Linked DNA regions of Nomascus leucogenys: region 2 is linked to region 1. A link is a contact called in public Hi-C data. All regions are on one chromosome and are shown on one strand. Each heading gives the region's core, a stretch centred on a gene start, on an enhancer-like site or on the middle of the called end of the contact. The rest is flanking DNA. Distances are from core to core; before and after follow the strand shown. Region 1 holds the start of BRF2 (transcription factor IIIB 50 kDa subunit). Region 2 has its middle 4.4 kb from the start of RAB11FIP1.

Region 1 (4,104 bases), core at 1,539-4,038:
CTGGGACTACAAGTGCACACCACTATACCCTGCTATTTTTTTTGAGAGGGAGTGGGATCTCACTATGTTGCCCAGGACAGTCTCAAAGTCCTGGCCTCAAGCTGTCTTCCCACATCAGACTCCCAAAGTGTTAGGGTTACAGTCATGAGCCACGTGCCTGGCCTATTTGGTGCTGTGGACAGGCCCACCTAGGACAGGAATTCACAGGAGTTGAACTTCTCTTTACTGAATGCCAGCCCTCACTTTAGGAGGTACTCCTGGGGACACAAGGATGAGAAAGCCAGATTGTTCCCATAGAGACTTCCATCCAAAGAGAAAGTCAAACAACGAACTAGAATGTACACAGCCAACCGAGGGAGGATGCGCAGAGGACTTCATTCAGGTGCCAGATCCTCCTCTTCCTCAGTGCCTTTCTCTACTCTCCCCTCTAGAAAGAACTCTGGCCTCAACGTCAGCATTATACATCTGGACTACAGCTGGGCTGCTGTTCAATGGCCTCCCGACAACTAGCTTTCTGCTCTGGCCAAGCCCACCCTGGGCACTCGGGGCATCTGTTAAAAAGATAATCACTGCCAGGCATGGTGGCTCACGCCTGTAATCCCAGCACTTTGGGAGGCCGAGGTGGGCAGATCACCTGAGGTCAGAAGTTTGAGACCAGCCTGGCCAAGACAGTGAAATCCCGTCTCTACTAAAAATACAAAAACTAGCCAGGCATGGTGGTGGGCGCGTGTGGTCCTAGCTACTTGGGAGGCTGAGGCAGAAGAATTGCTTGAACCCGGGAAGTGGAGGCTGCAGTGAGCTGAGACTGTGCCATTGCACTTCAGCCTGGGCGACAGAGTGAGACTCCATCTCAAAATAAATAAATAAATTAATTAATTAAATAAAATAAAAAGATAATCACTACCAGGAATGATAACTCTTAGAAGACTTGGGAGCAGTGGAGAGGGCACCGAGATGATTTCCACGTCTGTCCAGATTTCCTGGAGCAAGGCAAATACATTTCCCAAATAAATGGACTCCTTCCTGAGAAAGTGAACCCCAAACTTACACAGCTTAGTAGAGGGCGCCACCTTCTGGCCTGGACCCTGCCCCCTCCCAGCCTGTGTGTGCCCGAGGACCAGGCTCTCCTAGGCTCCCAGTAAGTACATCCCACATGTGTGACTGGGAAAGACAACCAGCTTTCTCCTTCCGTGGCTGGCTGCAGGGTCATAAAACTGCTTTTCCACTTTACAATCAATCAGGTTGGGTCAGGCAGGATTTCAAGGCTTCTGTCGTAGGTAGATGGGCTCTGTAAAGTCCCGCTTAAAAAAAAAGTGGAGGTAGGTTCAAGATCTGCACACAACTGGGGATGAGGGGAGTCTGATGCTCTGCTGTGTGATCATGCAAGGAACTGTTCCCAGTGCAACTTATGTCGCTTTCAGGGACACTTTCTTCGTCCAAGTAAGAATGTCAACCACACTAAAACTAATGGATGTCTCTGAGTGGTGTGTGTGTGAGGGTGCGCATGTGCAAATGTGTCTTAATATTTAACTGTCAGCCAGAAATAAGCTCTCATCCTGTATCTCACGCTAGTGGGGAGGTCTAGAAAAGGGTGGGGGGTTTGAACTGCCGGATCCCACCCACAATTAATGTGCTGAAGCCCCCTTCTGTTATGATACTAAAGTAATTCAAATTGAAGAGAAAGGACCGTTGGGTATTATTGTGTCCCTTTGCCCTCCAATGTGATCAAGCCCCATGGGAATGGATGGGATGTCTCTGAAAAGGAGTAGTGATTCTCACACTCTGAGAAAGCAGTCTCTCAGGGAAGGGATGGTGTCTTTAGGTTTGGATATCACGTGTTAAAACTGGGTGTGGAAAAGAAGGGACTGACCCTTCTTAAAGGTATGTTTTGTTCTGTTTGAGATGGAGTCTCGCTCTGCCACCCAGGCTGGAGTGCAGTGGCGCGATCTCGGCTCACTGCAACCCGCGCCTCCTGGGTTCAAGCGATTCTCCTGCCTCAGCCTCCTGAGTAGCTGGGATTAGAGACGTGCACCACCACGCCCAGCTAATTTTTGTGTATTTTTAGTAGAGACGGGATTTCACCATCTTGCCCAGGCTGGTCTCAAACTCCCGAGCTCAGGTGATCCACCTGCCTCGGCCTCCCAAAGTGCTGGGATTACAGGCGTGAACCACCACGCCCGGTTAGCTCAAGGTTTTTTAAAAAACATCTGAATCTGCGTGCTTGCGCCGATCCAGGTTGCCAAAAGCTCCATCACTCCATATTCTTTCACTCCAAACTCCTTTAGCCATTCCTGCCTGGCCTCGAAAAGCATTTGGGTTTACCTCTCTGGATTTTATTTCAACTTCCTCATTTTACAGTTGAGAAAAACAGGAGGCAAAGAGAGGAAGGAACCTGCTTTAGGAAGCAGCTCTGGAAAGCAGAACACAGTTTCCTGCTCCCGCTCTCTCTCCACTACTCTCCCTTTAAAAAATATACTTTCTTCTATGGCCAAATTAAACATTCATTACCAACGTGCGATTCCCTTAGGACTTTAAAAGGAGGGTTGTTCAGGGGTGACAACAATCTCCTGTCTGTTATACGTGTCCATGTAGGCAAAAACTTTCCCAAATTCAACCCCAGTCTAGGTCCCAAAAACTAACTACAGAGAGAAGGGAAACCAGAGAGCTACAGTTCAGACCAGGAACCTCCTCTCCTAGCTCACGTTTCTACCCGAGCCCGCGGAGGAACAGACCGGAAATAGCGCGCAGCTTCCCCGCGGAGGGAACCGCCTATGCCGCTGCCGCACTGGCCGGAAGACGGGGGTGCAACCCTTTGAAGTGTCCCCTCCTACTTCTTGCTGCTTCACGGTTGCTGTTGCAGACCCAGGAGTCTCCGAAGGCTTCTGCGGCTTTGGGGCCGGTTGTGAGATGCCAGGCAGAGGCCGCTGCCCCGACTGCGGCTCCACGGAGCTGGTGGAAGACTCGCACTATTCGCAGAGCCAGCTGGTGTGCTCCGACTGCGGCTGCGTGGTCACCGAGGGGGTCCTTACCACTACCTTCAGCGACGAGGGCAATCTCCGAGGTACTTGTGGCCCAGGGGACAGCCTGGGGCGGTGGAGGGATTAACATCAGATTTCTTTTGTCTCCCCGCTCCCCCCATACTCCTAACTGAAACGCACACACTTAATTGGAGAGAAAATGACCTAAAGTGAGCGAGGGAGCTGAAGGAGATGGGGGCTGCCATTCATCTGTGTTTTCCCAGCACTTAGGATCGGGCATAGATGGTGCGTGTAATAAATATTGAATAAGTGAAACAGAAACAAAGTTCCACTTATCTTGCCATGTCTGGTCATTGTGGAAGGATTGCCGATATGATTATAGCAGGTATTATTACCCTGAAATAGTTTTAAGCACAAACTGGCAAAACATCACTTTTCTTTGCTTTCCAAGTTTCTGACCAATGCAGCCCTCAAAATCTGCAGCCACTGTCTGTGTGGGGTGGCTTACGCCTGTAATCCCAGCGCTTTGGGAGGCAGAGCCGAGAGGATTGCTTGAGCCCAGGATCTCGAGACCAGCCTTGGTAACGTAACGAGACGAGTGCCTAAAAAAATTTTTTAAATTAGCCAGGTATGGTGGCATACACCTGTAATCCCAGCTACCCAGGAGCCTGCTGAGGTAGGAGGATTGCTTGAGCCTGGGAGTTGAAGGCTGCCATGAGCTATGATCGCACCACTACACTTCGGCCTGGACTATAGAGGGAAACTCCTTAAACAAACAACAAAATCTGCTACTAGGGAAATTGCCCGTGTGGAATGTACTGGAAGGATGACTGGAAATTTGGAACACTTGGAGCTGCTTTAATGCAGTCCTAACCTTTCCCAGTCTCTGTGTATTCGGAACCGCTTGTAGACATAGAAAACCAGATGGGGCCTTTAACTGTGCAGCAGCAGATGCTCAATGATTTGAATTCTGCATTCTGGTTTTGTGTGGTGGGAGGGCAGGGGTCTGATGAATAAAGGCTAAGCACACTATTTGTTGTTTATTATCTTACAGAGGTAACATATTCCCGAAGCACAGGGGAAAACGAACAAGTTAGTCGCAGCCAGCAACGAGGTGAGAATTGAC
Region 2 (3,987 bases), core at 654-3,153, 55 kb before region 1:
TCAATAAATCTGCACTTTCATTGCTTTTTCCTTTTGTTGCTTTGTGTGTTTTGTTCAATTCTTTATTCAATGAGTCAAGAACCTGGACAACTCACAGTCAAGACTTCCCATCCGATAACACAGTGAGAGATGATTGCATCATTGCACTCCAGTTTGGGCAACAGAGTGAGACCTTGTCTCTAAAAACAAACTAACAAACAGAAAAACAAAACAAGAAACAAAGGTGAGGTGCCCATTTCCTGCTTTTGAGATGATTCCAAGTGAATAAAGCAAGTCCTGAATAAAGCATAAGAAATAAGCTAGGAAACAGAAGCAATCTGGCTAGGAGAGGCCTAAACGAAGGATTTGTGCAGTGGGAAGGGAAGGAAAGGGGTGCACATTTTCTACTACATTGTATTTGTGGGATCCAGGGGTCTTCTTTGAGGGGACCTGACAAATTGGAAAGACAATACCTTTGCATTATCTATAACATAAGCTTTGTTCAACAAAGCCATGCTCTTAACATGGTTGCAGGGGAAATAGTCACTTGCCTGTTGAGATCATTTCTGTCCAGTTTTCTGTCCATGCCGAAGGTTTGCATGTCATTTATGGGTCCTCTACTTACCTTGAACTGCCTTCTATTTGCAAGCAATCAGGAAAGCTAGAAATGGTAACACAGAGGTGCAGTACTGGCTGGCACGGTGGCTCGTGCCTACAAGCCACTGCTTTGGGAGGCGGAGGCAAGAGGATTGCTTGAGCTCAGGAATTCAAGACCAGCCTGGGCAATATAACAAGACTCTTGTCTCTACAATAAAATTTAAAAAATTAGTCAGGCATGGTGTTGTGTGCCTGTAGTCCCAGCTACTTGGGAGGCTGAGGCAGGAGGATTGCTTGAACCCAGGAGTTTGAGGCTGCAGTGAGCTGTGATTGCAGCACTGCGGGGAGTGCAGTGAGTCTCAGGACAATGTGTTCTGCCTTGGTGAAGGGGAGAAAACAGCCACCAAGGCGCCTGGGCCATGGTTTCGACCTCCACATTGCCACAGCTACTGGGGCAAGGGAAAGAGAACCTGAAGTCAGGCACTTTGACCTCCCTTCTTCTCACTGACCCCACAAGGCAGGAAGCCCTTGCTCCTCAAACCTACACCTGAAAGATGCCCACGGCCAACCAAGCGGGCAGGAGGCTGAGGCAGCTGGACACGGGGAAGCCCAACGGCTGTTTAGAGCCAGGTGAGTGAATCACCCTGTGTGGACGTTTTTCACCACACCCCAGAGTCTGAAGCAAAGCAGAAGGTCAAGGAGCCATTTCCAGCCCCTTTCTGCTCCTCCATGGGATAGCACAAGAGCCCACCTGGAGTCCCCAGGGATGGTTTCTGAGCTAGTGTCCCTGCAGCAGGGGGATCAGGGACACTGAAGGGCTCTGGGGCAGTGACTGTCAGGAGGGTTCTCTCCCTGGAACCCCTTTTCTCCTCTCCCCCAGCGTGGCCCCAGGGACTCTCTTATGGAAGAGGTGCTTCCTGCTGGCTTAGACACAGCCCTGCCTTCTCATCAGCTCTAACTGCACAGCTCGGCTGCCCAGGGCCATCCAGGTGGCTGGGAGTCCTGGCACTCTCTGCTCTGCTGCTTTTGAAGGAGGACAGGTGTTTCACCTGTCCAGTCTAACCTGCCAGGCTTGTCCACATGCTCAGGGCTGATTGAAACTCTTCCTCTTTCAGTCCGAGCTGGAGGCAGGGCAGGGTGGGAGGAAGGAGCAGCCTTCCTGTTCTGCCGCACCCTGGCTGCGGGAGGTATTTACAAACACTCCTGGAACTCAGTGACCCTGCGCGGGTTCAGCTGGCCAGCATAGCCTGGCCTTTGGGAGCGGGGAGGGGCGGCCACAGTGGAGTCTTCCCAGGGCTGGTGGGGAGCCAGGGGCCTGCAGGGTGCCCCCCCTGTCACTGCCCTTGCTGTTGTCCCTGTGCATCCCCAAGCCTGGATTCTGGGTCTGGAAAATTGGGAGAAGACAGAGGGTGACTCCTGGGCAGAGAGTCATGGGGACAATGTGCTTTGGGCTGGTGGAGGGGAAAAAACAGCCACCAAAGCAGCTGGAGGCAGCAAGGCAGCTCTACGGCACACCTGGTGCTGGGGCTCCCGCCTCTCCCTTCTCTGAAAAATTTCCAGTTCCTGCCTTGGGAAGCCCCTACTCCTTTGAGCTAACCCCTGCCAGTGGTCATTGTCTGATGAGAGTGGTCTGGATTTCTTCTGGGTGGTGAGGCAGCTGCGCCTGCCTCCAAACTACCACATTTGCTTTCACCAAAGTCTATTTGTGTCTCACAGAAACTCAAACACATGAGGTCACAGGTGCTTCCCCACCCTCTTTGTCCTCTAATCCTTTCCATGAGTGGAAGACATGCTTTGTTTCATACTCAGCTGGGGAGGCTGTCCAGCTAGGCTTTATGCCTTGTTCTCTTTATTGGGGGAGCAGCACTAAAAATGTGAGTGTTGGAGAGGAGAGGGAACTAGAGCTGAAAAACTTCCTCCCAGGCTGAGTTGTTTGTTTGTTTGTTTTTAAAGACAGGGTCCCACTCTGTTGCCGAGGCTGGAGTGCAGTGGGGCAATCATAGCTCACTGCAGCCTTGAACTCCTGGGCTCCAGCAATCCTCCCACCTCAGCCTCCCTAGTAGCTGGGACTACAGGTGGACGCCACCACACTCAGCTAATTTTTGAAGTTTGTTTTATAGAGACAGAATCTCAGTATGTTGCCCAGGCTGGTCTTGAACTCCTGGGCTCAAGTGATCCTCTAGCCTTGGCCTCTCAAAGTGTTGGGATTACACGTGTGAGACGCTGTGCCCCCCCTCCCCAGGTCAGTTTTGAACTGAAATCTATTACTTTGTTCAGCTGGTGTGTAGTAGAACATTGGACAGGTAGCATAATCAAGAGGAAAGTGTATACCCTCTTATTTAATTCGGTACCAACTTAGAAGAGACTCCAAGATGGGGAAGGGGTAGGCAGATTGGGGCAGAAGGCAGACAATCCCCAGGTGAAAATGAATGAAGGCATCTGGCTGTGACCTGCCTGCCAAGCTGTTGGCTGCTGGACTCCTTCTGCTCATACCTCCCTTGCAATTTGAGAACAGCCTAACCAGGTCATTGCTCAAAGTCCTCTGAAGTCCGGCTCCCCTGGTCTCACACTGTGGCATAAACTCCTTAGCCTGGTGTTCATGGTCTGAGCCCAGCCTGTCTTATTCCTGTCTTATTTCTACCACTCATTCTCAGTGGCCTCCTAAAGCATCCTACACTCCACCCACAATTGGGTATGTGAAACCTGGAAACGCCACGACTCTCTGGTCCCCATATCTTTGCGTAGGCTATTCTCCTGTTCTCTCCTGAAATGCTCTTCTCATATGTCTCCTCCTCTTTCTGTCAAATCTGATATATCCTTCAGGGCCCAGCTGAGCCCCTCCTTCACAAAAACCCACCAACTTACAGAAATCATTCTCTCCTCAAAACACCCAAAGCATCATAGTAATCAGGACTTCCTTTAGATGATGATGGAGTGCCTTGGAACTGAGTCTCATTCAGCTTTGTGCCCTTGGTAGCACCTGGCACATGCCTGGCACAAAGTAAGCGCTCAACAAATCGTAACAGGGTCTCGCTCTATTGCCCAGGCTGGAGTGCAGTGACATAATCATAGCTCACTGTAGCTTCAAACTCCTGGGCTCCAGTAATCCACTCACCTTAGCCTCCTGAGTAGCTGGGACTATAGGTGCGCACTACCATGCCTGGCTGATTATTGGTTTTATTTTTTATCTTTTTGTAGTAATGAGATCTTGCTGTGTTGCCCAGGCTGGTCTTGAAGTCCTGGCTTCAAGTGATCCTCCCACCTTGGCCTCCCAAAGCACTGGGATTACAGGTGTGAGTCACTGCATCTGGCCTCAAGAAGCCTTTATGGAAATTAACTGAGTCATAATGTTGAATGAGTATAATGGATCATCCAAAAGGGAAAATGGCACCAAAACAACACAGTTCTGTT

What was found. Hi-C and Micro-C count contacts between places; a contact is called where the count stands out from the background.
Region 2: a Hi-C map of a lymphoblastoid cell line shows a contact between it and region 1, with 4 times the contacts expected there. The contact joins the enhancer-like site here to the promoter of BRF2 in region 1. A contact is called at or near these places in 3 of 4 Hi-C or Micro-C datasets (a lymphoblastoid cell line and an unstated tissue).

Annotation. Positions count from the first base shown.
Region 1 is chr8:42,696,658-42,700,761 of Asia_NLE_v1, reverse strand. BRF2 (transcription factor IIIB 50 kDa subunit) reads left to right here and starts at 2,788. Exons shown (of 4, transcript XM_030817104.1): 1 at 2,788-3,061; 2 at 4,033-4,092. The coding sequence starts at 2,908.
Region 2 is chr8:42,750,932-42,754,918 of Asia_NLE_v1, reverse strand. No RefSeq gene overlaps it. Among named protein-coding and RNA genes, the nearest start is that of RAB11FIP1, 4.4 kb to the right of the region's middle. Within about 2 kb of position 1,903, the one cell type or tissue checked has an H3K27ac peak away from gene starts, as active enhancers do. A contact at or near this core is called in a lymphoblastoid cell line, where this site is marked.